2 separate regions of the Hordeum vulgare genome follow, and region 1 is linked to region 2. The links are chromatin contacts, called in public Hi-C maps. All regions are on one chromosome and are shown on one strand. Each heading gives the region's core, a stretch centred on a gene start, on an enhancer-like site or on the middle of the called end of the contact. The rest is flanking DNA. Distances are from core to core; before and after follow the strand shown.

The links. A called contact is a pair of places that touch in the nucleus more often than the background predicts.
Region 1: a Hi-C map of leaf shows a contact between it and region 2, with 2.5 times the contacts expected there. The contact joins the promoter of LOC123442875 here to the promoter of LOC123439474 in region 2. A contact is called at or near these places in 2 of 6 Hi-C or Micro-C datasets (leaf and seedling) and 1 of 1 datasets of contacts at active chromatin or transcription factors (embryo).

What each region holds. Positions count from the first base shown.
Region 1 is chr3H:40,743,470-40,750,016 of MorexV3_pseudomolecules_assembly, reverse strand. LOC123442875 (DEAD-box ATP-dependent RNA helicase 20) reads right to left here and starts at 2,594. Exons shown (of 10, transcript XM_045119047.1): 1 at 2,340-2,594; 2 at 1,988-2,235; 3 at 701-880; 4 at 441-602; 5 at 117-271. The coding sequence starts at 2,395. LOC123442874 (mini-ribonuclease 3-like) reads left to right here and starts at 2,785. Exons shown (of 7, transcript XM_045119046.1): 1 at 2,785-3,057; 2 at 3,355-3,482; 3 at 3,702-3,791; 4 at 4,131-4,183; 5 at 4,579-4,681; 6 at 4,895-5,010; 7 at 5,088-5,568. The coding sequence starts at 2,832. The coding sequence ends at 5,136.
Region 2 is chr3H:40,415,961-40,422,538 of MorexV3_pseudomolecules_assembly, reverse strand. It overlaps LOC123439474 (protein DELAY OF GERMINATION 1-like), which reads right to left and starts at 1,847. Exons shown (of 2, transcript XM_045116186.1): 1 at 1,188-1,847; 2 at 530-1,121. The coding sequence starts at 1,700. The coding sequence ends at 852.

The DNA of each region.
Region 1 (6,547 bases), core at 1,345-3,844, 330 kb before region 2:
TGCAAGTCAAAAGGGCACATATCAAATGGAGAAGATCAGAACACTGATTTGCACGTACATTCAGGATTTACCCTATGATGCAATAAATCATGTTGTAGGAAAAGGAAGAGGTGTACCTGTGAAACAATTTTCTTAATCTGAGGTTCAAAACCCATGTCTAGCATTCGATCTGCCTCGTCTAAAACAAGGTATGTAACCCTCCGCAAATTTGTATGATGTGATTCCATCATATCAATTAGTCTCCCTGGCGTCGCTATAATAATTTCAACACCTAACACAAGAACAATCGGACTATCACCAGTCATGTAAAGAACCATTAAAAACCAACGCAAATACGGAGTAGAAAGTAACTACATCAGTTGAGTATAGACAAACATAATCCTTTCAAACAAGTACATGCAGAGAAGCACACGTGAGTGAGTGAGGGGGTGGGGGAGAACCTTTTTGAAGATCACGAACTTGAGGACCTTTTGGGACACCACCATATATGCATGTGCTTTTTATCTTTGATGATGCACCAAATTTTGTTGTCTCCTGCTGTATCTGGACAGCAAGTTCACGTGTAGGGGCCAGCACAAGAACAATCGGACCATCACCAGGAGCTTGAATAACAAAGAATGTATCAGCCTTTCAGATTATTATTATTATTCAGAATGATTCCAGAAAAGTAAATCAAGAAATATAAGCAGCATATTCGCACCTAGGATAGGCTGAGCATTAACATGAACAATGGCAGGTAAAAGGTAAGCAAGTGTTTTTCCAGATCCTGTTTCAGCAATGCCAATAAGATCACGCCCCTTCAGTGCCATTGGCCAACCTTGTGACTGGATAGGGGTAGGTTCTGTAAAGCCAGCTTTTGTGATTTCTTGCAGCACGTATTCTGCAAAAAAGAAATGAAGGACCTTAGGTAAGTAAGTGGAAACAAAGGCTGTGAGATGATAAAGCTAAGGAAGCATAAAAAAAAGGGCAGCACGGTGCACGTAGCTGCCGCTTGCGCAGGGTCCAGGGAAGGGCCCAACCACTTTGGGTCTTTTGAACGCAGCCTTTCCCTACATTTCTGTAAGAGGCTGTTTCCAGGATTCGAACCCAGATCACAAGGCAACAGCTGTACCGCTGCGCCAAGTAAACAAAATTATAATCATGTATCTATGAATAGCATCATTTTTCTTAAACAAACAGCACAGTTTTTATACAAAAAGAATATAAATTTAAGAACAAAGGTGGAGAAAAGCAAAGGCAGACATCAGAGGGTATCATAATATGGTGCTATCCTCCAGAAGCATGAGCCTTCTGATTATAATGTGATGCAATGTGAGGTCTAGAAAACTCCTAGTTGGTAAAAAAGTACTCCTCCGTCCCATAATATAAGAGCGTTAGTGTCAAAAACACTCTTATATTATGGGACAGAGGGAGTAATATATATACTTTTACCATTTTGTTTTCAGTTCATCGAACACATATCAAGTATCTTGAAAGCAATGAAAATACAGTACTAATCTTCTAGCAATAAGTGCAGTGATTGGCACGAGAAAGAGCAGGAGAACCAGTGCTATTAGGCCCTAATATCCTAGTGTTGATTACTCACATATGTAGGCAATGGAGAGCTAACTACCTAAAATTGCGATTCAATGAGAATCACTGCTTCACAGGGCAAGCCGTTTCCCAATCAGCTAACAGGATCAACTCAGGCACTCAGCCCAGTGACATGAGAGTATTTGCTTCAATTACATATACGTGCATCAAAAGTATGCTTTTTGAGCGTGGTATGATAGAAACAGAGCATCATGTGATACAAGGAGACCCGTAGCTAAATGAAGACATTCCTGTTATTCGATTTTAAGTAATTCAACAGAGATGCTAAAAAAGCATACAAATTTATCCTATTCCCTGCTGATTCTATCAAATTTGTGCGTCTGAAACTGAAAGCCTGCAACACAACAGTAGCGGATGGGGATAAAAGGGGCTACGAAGAACACCACGGCCTAACCTGGGAAGCCGACGTCGCGGAAGCCGCGCACCGGCTTGGGCACGTCGTTGCCCTCGACGGTGATCTCCCGGCGGCGGCGGTACGCCTCGACCTCCTCCGCCGTCATGCCGGCCACCGCGGGAACCTCCACGTAGAAGTTCTTCTCGAATCGCGGCAGCCCGTCCAGCTCTGCCGCGGCCGCCGCGGCGGCAGCATCCGGTCTCCCCGACGGCGCGAACGCCCTCGTCCCGCCACCGAAGGCCCCCTCACTGCGAACGCAGGCAGAAATAAGTAACCAACCGGACCAGGCAGAAATAAGTAACCAACCAGGATTGTTATGGGTACTGTTAGGGTTTGGAGCGGGGCGGGTTACCTGCGGCGGTCGCGGTAGGAGCTGGGGTCCGCCGCACGGCCGTCGAAGCGGCTCATGGCGGCCGTCGCCGGCGGCAGCTAGGGTTTAGCGGCGGGCGGTGGGGGGCTCGGCTCCGGCGAGGGTGCGCCGAGGCGGTGGAGGGCTCGATTCGGCGAGCCGAAAGAGGAATTCTTCTAGAAGAAGCAAGCAAAGCTAATGGCGGCGCCGCGGCGGAGGCGATTCGAATTGGAAGCGAAGCACAGGCGGCGAGTTCAACAGGCATTCGGGTAGACTGCTCGAGCTATTGCCCTCGTAGGCGCATTTCACCGTAATGCACAACCCCACATACAAAGCGTATCCCATGTCTAACAAAAGCGTAAACTGGCAATGACTGCACTGACAGGTGGGCCCGCGCGGGCCACGAGCAGAGGAAAAGGGTGGGAATATCCACGGCGGGAGGCGGTTTATCCATTTGCGTCCTCGACGGCGCGAGAGTTTTTGCCTGCGGCGACGATGGCCACCGTGGCGGCGACCATGGCGACGCCGACGCGGCACCGCCAGTTCCGCGTGCGCGCCGCCTGGGACATGAACCCGGGCGCCGCCACCGTCGCCGTGCCCAAGCCTTCAAAGGCGAAGCCCAAGCCCGCACTGGGGCAGTCGCCGGCGACGGCGACCACCCCGGCGCGCGCGCCCCCTCCCACGCACGCCGACCTCTTCGCGCGCAGCAGCGAGGGCCAAGGTATCTATCTATCTATCCTCCCTCAGCTCTGCCATCCCGGCCATTTGCTCCACGTTCTGCCCCCCTGAAGCTCTGGCAGCATGCTGTCAGTGAACAACTGGAAGTTGGTAGTACAAGGCAATTGCATATAGATTTTGACTTTAAAAGCAAGTGCGATAGAACGGTTGTGTCGTCGAGAACTTGATGACAACTAGTTACATGTCGCCGTGACCTGCTCTGGTGTCAGGGTCGTGTGGTTAGTGCACTATTTAGTCAGAGAGTAATTCTGTCAACTGATTGTTGGTTGGTTCGTATTAGCAAAGAAGAGCACAAGCACGTACATGGGGTTTGAGAAGTGGTGGTTGCCGCCCGCGCCAGAGGTGAAGAAGCCCCGTTCACTCTACAACGCGGCATCGCTGGCATACTTGGGGGACTGCATATATGAAGTGAGAACTGGTCAATTTTATTCGTTGGTTTTTATGCACTTTACAGTTGCTGTTATGTAGTTATCTTACATGTAGCTCAGCCTAGCTGTCACTGTTGACCTTCACTTGTTCTGGATTTACTGTATGATGTTTGTGACGATGTCGAGACAATGTGTACTAGTTTTCCACTTCAAGCTTGTTTGTTGTGAGATGATCTGATTCTTGCTCTTTGTAATACAGCTTTATGCTCGGAGACACTTCTTCTTTCCTCCACTGAGCATCAATGAATACAATAAGCGCGTGATGGATGTTGTGAAATGTGAATCACAGGTCTGGATATGGCTCTTCTTTATCCTCTGATCAAACAGCTTACATAGACTAGATGCTTCAGTATGGTATATTCATTGATTGTGATGTAGAATTTATCTTATTATCTATGTTTATCCATTGTATCATAGCCTACATATTGACATTTTTCGCGTATTTCAATTGGTACTGTCTCCTAATGTTGTTTCAGTTACCGTTATTTTAATGGTTGTAGTTCAATCCTTGAAGAGCACTCGTTTTGTTTGCCTTTTCATTCCGTTTTCTGCATATAAGAGAGTGCTTTGAAGCATCACGATGTGAGGCATATTTTCACATCAATTGTCATTTGTTTCGTTACTTCAGGATCTGCTGCTGAACAAACTCCTGGGAGAGGATTTTCTAACTGAAGAAGAAAGGTAAATTATGTTATGTGCCTTGTACCTACATGTTTCTTAATACTCCCTCCGTGTGGAATTACTTGTCGCAGAAATGAATGTATCTAGACGTATTTTTAGTTCTCGATACATCCATTTCTGCGACAAGTAATTTGGGGCGGAGGGAGTAGCATTTTATTGCCTACTAGGAAAAACACCATGCACTAGCCTCTGTACACATGATTGAGCTTCCATGTGGTGTTAGTGCATCAGTATTCAGGACGTATGAATTCATCTTCCTAGACTTGCCTTTGTACTGCACCACATTTCTTTTCTCTGCATTATATAGAATATGAACAAATGTAGTATTGTGTGATGCTTTCTCATCTATCTAGTACCTGTGACCTGTGAGTTACTTAGATAATCATGTTCTGTAGGGACATACTTCGTTGGGGAAGGAACATCGTTAGCAGCAAAACCCGTACAAGAAAACGGGCAGGAATCGCAGTGTACAATCGAGCATCTTCACTTGAAACACTGGTTTGTTCTACAACTAACAATTATATGCACCAAATATCCTGACTTTTTTCCCCCACAACTAAAAAATTGTGGATCTCTGTCTTCTATTGTAAGTTGCAATGTTTTTTTACTAACTATAAGTTGTAGTGTGTTGTCCTCAATTGTAAATACTAATCCTCACATTGTTTCATAGAAGACTAATCCTCGCATTGTTGGTGATGTTGCCGCTATTAGATCGGATATCTTTACCTCACGAATTTCAAGCGCTTGGAGCAAATGATGTTCCAGTTAGGATTCACAAGTGGTGCTTCGTCACAAAATATTGCAGATGAGCTGCGCTCAAGCTTCCAGTAAACATCCTTTATTTATGCTCCTCTGGTTCCGGTTTTAATCTACGGCTGTGCTTACTAATGGATGTTTCTGTCAGGAAAACAACCTCAACTTCTGGACAATCTCAGCAACCTGCAAAGCGATGAGCAGTTTCAGTATATGTAATGAACTGAACCGGAGTTTCTTTGATGATGCAGCGACTGATACAAGCACGAGTGACTTGCGGCACATGTGTTCCAAAAGTTGATTTCAGAGAAAAATGAGTGAATGTTGTTTGTGTGTAGGCAAGACCGAGTTAGTTGAGGAACATCTATGCTGCGTGCGTACTAGAGGCTGTGCAAGAGAAATGGCTGATTTCTATGAGAACCTGATGATTCTGATCGGAAGATTGTGGCACATCAAGATCGAGGTCATGATGATTCTGCTCTGAAGATTGTGACACATCATGGTCATGAGCACAATTGACACCCAAGCTTTGTGTGGATTCCGTGTAAGATGCGAGATCTATGGAATGAATTGATGTTGAATGCTGATATAATCTCAGTTTATTCTGGAGTATATTTCCCGTTCTTCTTAAAGACGAGTCAAATTTATGTTGCTTTGTGTGTGTCCTGTTGGTGTGCCCCGGAGTGGCTTGGAGCTCCCGGCTGAGCTCCGGATCGCCTAGTGACTGTATTATGTAAGAGCAACTTTATTACGACCCGCTTGGAATGGGTGTATATTTGTACACCCGTATATAATTTACAGGTGTAAATTACCGGCCACGCACGATTTTCAGCCGCTAAAGAAATCGATGGGGGAAGACCTGTATATTTTAAAGGAGTTTGGCGCTAAGAAACGACAATCCAATCAGCGCCTTAGAGTTATCATATCCACCCAAACTGCATAATAACGAGTATCTGAGTAGACCATGGAGCACACAAAAAAATAGCTCTAGTAGAGTTGCCATTCACTTCTCAATTGCCATACTTTTTTCAATATATTTGGAGACCATGGGATTCGTTTGGAGCTCACGCCGACCCCAACTGCCAGCGTGGGAGGAATGTTTCAGCTTCTTCCTCCTCGTGTCACAGGTGAGATTTGAAGCAGCGCAGCCTCCACTCATCACCAGCGACGGGGTAAACGTGACTGTGAACGGCGCTTTTTTCAGTTGTTTTGTTTGTTTGGGTCGACCGTCTACTCGGTGTTCGTATTGTTTAACATTTGGGTAGACAATGCATCCAACGTCCGCGACCCATTTCATGTTCATGCACACATTTAAAAAGGTTCGTGGTTGTCATCGTCCAAAATTCATGTCGTCATCATGCCAGACTATTTCTTTCAAATAATAATTTTTTATTAAATTTGAAAAATATTTGCAGATTTATATACTTTTTAAAATAACACACCGTCGGCCTAGCCAAAGCTGACTGGATCCAGTCGGCCTGGCCGAGATCTTGTCGGCCTTGGCTAGGCCGATAGGCCTGTCGGACCTGCTAAGCTCCCTCCAGTCGGCTTACCAATAACCATTTAGGACTTATCGGCTTAGCCGTGGTCGATTAGTATTAATTGGCTAAC
Region 2 (6,578 bases), core at 598-3,097:
TGTGGTGTGGGAGGCCACGCACGACCATAGCCGGTTGGCCGACACCTAGCATTGGTCTTCCCACTATCGCAGTTCACACCACAGGGTTGTAGGAAGGGTGTGTCTAGAATCAGTCGACCAAGACTTAACGAAGTTTCAGTCGAGTGATGTCAGCGTAGTTGTGGTGTTGCGATCGACACAGTCGGATGTTGTAAACCACGGTGAATATTTTTGCGATGGTATTACAAGAACGACGAAATATGCTACAACCATGATGACTAAATACTAAAACCATCAATGAAGGATGTTACGACCGATGAGATGATGTGCTACAATCAACGAGGAATGACATGCTACAACTAGCAAGACGGGTGCTATAATCATTAGGAAGAAATGATCCAAACAACATGACATAATGTTTCAAGGTCGAGTGAGGCTTGGTTAAATCATAGTCGATTGAGATTTAGTGAGCGTGTCGTGGGAAATAGTTTGTTGGAGACCCCTTTACATCTTCATTTTTCATAGTAATGCATTACACACACTCCTTCCGTTCCAAAATAAATGTCTTCAATTTTAAACTAGCTTTAGTATAAAATTATACTAAGTTTAAGAGGACTGAAGGAGTACATACAAGGAGCTAAACCACCATGGGATGAGCTTGTGCTTCATACGTACACAAGTTGCTAGCCCACTTCGTACAAGTTATCACAGATTTCACACTGGCAGAACGCACATGTAGACCAAACAGAAGACGGTCAAAGCTTATCGCGACACCTCGCGTTGACCAGGCAAAACGAAGGCAGCTCAGAGCTAACTAGACGACGGGCCTTGCGCGGAGCAGAGCAACCACGTGCGCGCGCGCCGCTGCAGGCTCACTCCGCCGTGGCGGCGCCGTCCTTGTGCTGGCCGAACTTGTGCACGGCGAGGTGGAGCTCCGCGGCGGCCACGAGGAAGTGCACGGCCTGCGCAGGCCGGAGCAGCCCCACCACGCCGCGCAGCGTCTCCAGCCTCAGCCCGTCCGCCATCTCCAGCACGCGCTTCATCGCCTCCGCCTTGGCATCCATCTCCCGCTCCATCCCCTCCGCCGCGTCCATCCCTCCTTTTCCGGCGAGCTCCACCATCCTCGTCGTCGCCAACGACTCCTATATGTTCACATTAGTTCACGAATCAAGAAACGGAGAAGAAGCTGGGGTTGGTAAACAGTTTACCTGCGCGCTGGCGGCAGCCTCCTCGATCTCCCGTTCCCTCCGGATGGTGCGGCGATGCAGCTGGTCGGCGGCCTGGAGCTGCTCCGCGGAGAGGCCGCCGAGGTCGCCGTCCCCGAGGCTGCCGCCGTCGAGGAAGGCCGGGAGCTGGGCCTCGAGCTGCACGCCGGACTTGGAGTAGAGCAGCTGGACCGCGGCGGTAGGGCGCCAGCCGCCGCACCAGAGGTAGAGGCTCTCGGTGGCGGAGATCCACGAGGGCGCGAACATGGGGAGCACATCGGCGGAGGCGGCCGCGGACTTGGCGCGGTAGTAGTTCTCGTAGTGGCCGAGGACACGGTCGACGAGGCGCCGGAGGTCAGCGTCGTGGGGCCGCGCCGTCGCCGCCGCGCGGAGCGCGGCCAGGTCACGGGACTGCTCCAAGATCCAGCACTCGAAGAACTTGGCGAAGGACTCGCCGCCGTCCGATGCCCGGGCTAGGCTGCCGTTGTGATGCTGTGGTCGCGAGGTGGCGGTCATGGTGATCCAAGTGGCTCTCGCTCCTTGTGCGTAAGAGTTGGTGGAGGTTTCGATGGCTTTGGAGTGAACTGCACTGCAGGAGCGTTTTTTAAGGCGGCAAAACGGATATACTACAACATATGATGGAGTATTTTATGAGGTGAAGACAAAAACGAGTACGAGCGAGCAGTGTATCTACACGCGCTTCTAAGGCCCTGTTTGGATACTCCACCTTAGTTAGTGGTTAGAGTTAGTTTTTAGCTCATGACTAACCCTAAACTAACTCTAACCAAATAGATGTTTGGATGAAAGGGTTAGATTGATAATAGATGCACTTTATGAAAAGAGAAAAAGTGTTTTTTAATGGGCCCCACGAGAACTAGCTCCAATTAGCATCTCTTGTCTGGTGGAAGAGAGAGAAAAAAAATATTTAATGAACCTCATGAGAACTAGCTCCAATTAGCACCTCTTGGATTGGATAGTTTTTTTTGGGTGGGTTAGATGCAACTAGCTCCAATCTAACCCTTATGTTTGGATACTTTAGGGCTGGTTGAATCCAAACTAGCTCAAACTAACTCTAGCCCATGAATCCAAACAGGGCCTAAGAGCAAGTACAATAGTATAGCCAAGTGCTGGCTATAAGTTATTGGCATGTCATCTATAGCTCACCTTATAGCCAACATGTATAATAGTTTATTGTAAAAGTGTACTACTTCTTTAATATATGGTCCACCTTTCATACTCACAAAATACCTGGGAGCACGTGCTAGAGCTGGCTCTTAGCTAAGAGCCCGCTTACCTCCTCTCTCTTCTTCTCTTTCCTCTAACTAAATAAAAATATATTAGTTTATTCCTTATAGCCAGCTGACTCAACTTTATTTTACTTGCTCTAACAGCATCTACACACCCACATAGCAAAGGATGCGCCGGCGCGCCGGCCCAAATTTTTGGCCGGCCGCGCGCGGGCCGCAGGATCCACCAACCCGCGTCGTTCGCATCGTTGGATCCGCATGCAACATTTTCTTCCCTATGCAGCAAAAATTCGATGCCATGCAGCAATTTTTTCAACGGTTGCAACAAAAAATAAAAATTGTAGCAAAAAAAATATCTATGTGATCGTAGCAAAAAACGAAGCTCATGGTACATGGTAGCAAAAGTTAAACGCCGGTTGTAACAAAAATTTACGTGACGTGTATGCAACTTTTTAGTGAACGGTTGCAGCAAAACATGATGCCGGTTGTAGCAAAAATTAACACGGTTGTAGCAAAAAGTAAAAAACATCGATTGTAACAAAAAATCCGACGAACTAGAGTTGCAACCAAACGTATATGCAGCTTTTTTACTGAGACAAAATATAGTTAAAAAACGCTTGCAGTAAAAATAACGCAGGTTGCAACATATTTAGACGAAAAATGTTGCATCCATTGACCGGAGAAGCGCGCGGATGGGAAAAATGTTGCAAGGCCCCGCGCGCGCCACCGGGCAACTAGCGCGTCGGTTCGGCCGGCGCGCGGGTGGGAAACGATTCCCCAAAGCAAATATGATCACCAAAACGTTCACGGACGCGTCCCGTTAGGGCGATGCTCTGCGCCGGCGCGTCGGTCGAAAGGCGGGCCGCCCGATCTGCCAGCTGTAGGCGGATCGCGCCGTTAGATCTTCATACAACATTTTTTCTTCGATGCAACAAATTTCGATAATATGCAGCAATTTTCGTCAACGGTTGCAACAAAAAAAATAATTATAGCAAAAAAATATCTACATGATCGTAGCAAAAAAACGAAAAAGATGATGCGTGGTAGCAAAAGTCAAACGTTGGTTGTAGAAAATATCTACGTGACGTGTATGCAACTTTTTTTAGTGAACGGTTGCAACAAAAAATGATGCCGGTTGTCGCAAAAAATAACACGGTTGTAGCAAAAGTCAAAACGCCGGTTGTAGCAAAAATCCAACAAACTCGAGTTGTAACCAAACGTATATGCAGTTTTTTTACTCGACACATGTAGTAAATAAAAACGTTTATAGCAAATATGAACGCTGGTTGCAACAAATTTAGACAAGAAAAAAAGTTGCATGGAAAACGTTTGTATCAGAATAACACATGGTTGCAGCAAATTTGACGAAAAAATGTTGCATGCACCTGCCAGCGAGGCGTGCGGCCCGCGCGCGACCGGCCAAACGATTCGGCCGGCGCGCCGGGTGAAAGCGTTTACCGTCCGTTAAGGATCAAACATGTCTTGTATTTGTTTGTTCGTGCATTCATTTTTTTCGTGATATGCCCGATCACTTGCAAATTACCGTTGGAAAGAAAAAAAAAGAAGAAAAGAATGGATAATGAAAAGGAAAAGGTGGTTCGGTTGGGGTCACGTCCTACGTGGAGGGCTTATCGGGCGTACCCGGACGCGTGGGGTGATACGAGAGGTCCAATTGGGTCGCTTTTTTCACACTCTCTCATGTTCGGTTACTGATCCGGCGCGTTCGTGGGCATATGAGGGTTCGTTTGAGCCGTCCGGCTGTATATGCTCTAAAGGCGATCTTATTGGTGGCAAAAGGTGTCCCAGATCCACGCGTGTGAATCGTTTTTAGTTTTTATAGTTTAGATTTTTAGGGTGTTCATCGCTTTGGCTCACGGTGATGATAGCGGCGCAGAATAAAGACTCTTTGAATCCTTTCCCGACGAGGGGTAAGGGGAAGAAGGAGGTGAGGGGGTAGCCGGAGATGGAAGAGAAGGCGTCACTACCACCGGAGTGGGATGTCGCCTCCTCGAAGGCCTTGTCTGCGGGCGTTGGCTTCCTCTTCTGTTTGTCTTTGACCGGAGCAATTGGAGGGCGGACGATCTTTGCAGACGGTGTTGCGGAGCGCATGATCTTCGTCGTCCCAAGCCGTTTCCTTGCCACAGACAAAGGCACGTACATCCGCGTGAACGGTGTAAAGTCAACACGTAGAGAGGCGCCCATGGTGCGGAGGCAACCGGCGGTTACATTCAAGATGCAACCAGGGCGTCGAGTGGTTGTGGCGGCGGGGAGAGATAATAGCAGGGCACTACCACACTTGGGCACGTCGTGGTGCATAGGTACCAATAGTCAAAAGTTTTGCACGTCACTACCACTTCACGCACTAATTATTGTGAAACGGGCTGACTGCCGTATAAAATCGTATTGACCATGTATCTGACATACCTGGCCCGCATGCCAGGCGACACGGTGGCGTACACGGACCTAACTTGCTACCGAACCGGCTCGGTCGCTCGTTGTGTCTCGTTCGAACCGTGTCAAACTGGACGAACCCTAGCCTTTCTCTCCCCTCTCCCTCTTTGCGCGGCAACTCCCGGCGGCGGCGATGGCGGCGGCGGTGACGTTGCGGGCGGGTATGGAGACCTTCCTGGCCTCAGGCCAGATGACCACGTAGGTCTGGCTGTGGACGACGGCGGCTCCAGTTTGTACCACTCCTCCAGTGATGATGAGGATTTGGAGGAGGAGGCGGCGCTGTCCATGGAGGACAGGGTGAAGCTGACAAAGATCTAGGTGACCAACCCTACCATTAGCCATCACTGGACCAGTGGTGCTGGTGGCGGCGTGGTGTAAGTGCCTCTACTCTATCCCTCTTTCTTCCTAATTAAAATCTGGTGGGCTAAGGTTAGTTGCTTATTTGCTATTATTTCTGTCAACTGTAATTTGCATGATGTTGTTTGGGAACTTCAGATTCACTTTGATTCGCAGCCCAATTTGGATATGAAGCTATGTAGCTCAGATGTTACATTTCTGAACCTATATGCAATGTTGCAAACACAAGGGTTTTATTTCTCTCATGAGTTGTACCACATGAAACATTTAGGCATAGGGGAGGAGAGAGAGCATGGCTTAGAATTGATTGACACAAACATCAAACTACAGCGACTGAAGAAGGAATATAAGCATAGTTTAGTTCTGAATTTGCTAGTGAGGGCAACACCAACTTCTTTATGTCAAAGAGAAGAGAGATCAAATGTCAGTAATGTCATTAATGTCTGTCATAGAGAAGAACAATTAGCAGCAATATTGTATCAACCAGCTGTTATGTATGATCTCAGTGTGCCTGCAGTTCTTGTTGTTGATCCAGAAGGTATTGTTTTTCATAGCATTGCTACTCAACCTACTGATGTGTGCACCCAAGAGAGCATAAACTTCAGAAAGGACAAGCTCAAAGTTGTAATGGAGGAAGAGCGAGTGTTTGAGCAGACACATAATAGTAGTGATGAATCTGGGGATGCATATGCCAGTGATAACAATCCTTTCTACATGGAGAAGTACATGATTTCTGAAGATGCAGAGATAATAGAGGGGGATAAATTAGCAGAGGAAGAAGATGTAGATCAAGATGAAGATTGAGATGAAAATTCAGATGAGGGACAACTACATTATGAGGGTGACACTGAGGTTGAGGATTTGTTTGAGATGGAGGAGGAGGAGGATGTCAATGTTTTTGCAAGAGAAGAGCATCCAATGCAAAAACCTACAAAAAGGAGGAAGAAACTTGAAGTTAGGAAAGGCCCCACTACTAGGTCACATTCAAGTGTATTAGAGGAGGTGAAACTTGCTTTCATTCCTTCATCAGATGAAGAAGATGATTGGTTGTTGTTTGAGGATGAAGATTATGGACCTGAGCCACTCTCATTTGTGCTACCTAAAGGGAGGAAGAGTAGGGCCAAGCAAAGGAAACCAAGGATCTGGTACAATGACAAACTTGAGCAACCACATCAGCAATTATGTTTGTACATGTGCTTTAAGGATCAACATCAATTCAGAGAAGCTTTGTTGAGCTTACACATCACACAGGCCAGAGACTTCAGGTATCACAGAAACTCAGATCAAAGGATCATTGCTTGTTGTAAGCAAGATCACTGCCAGTTTTGCATAGTTGCTA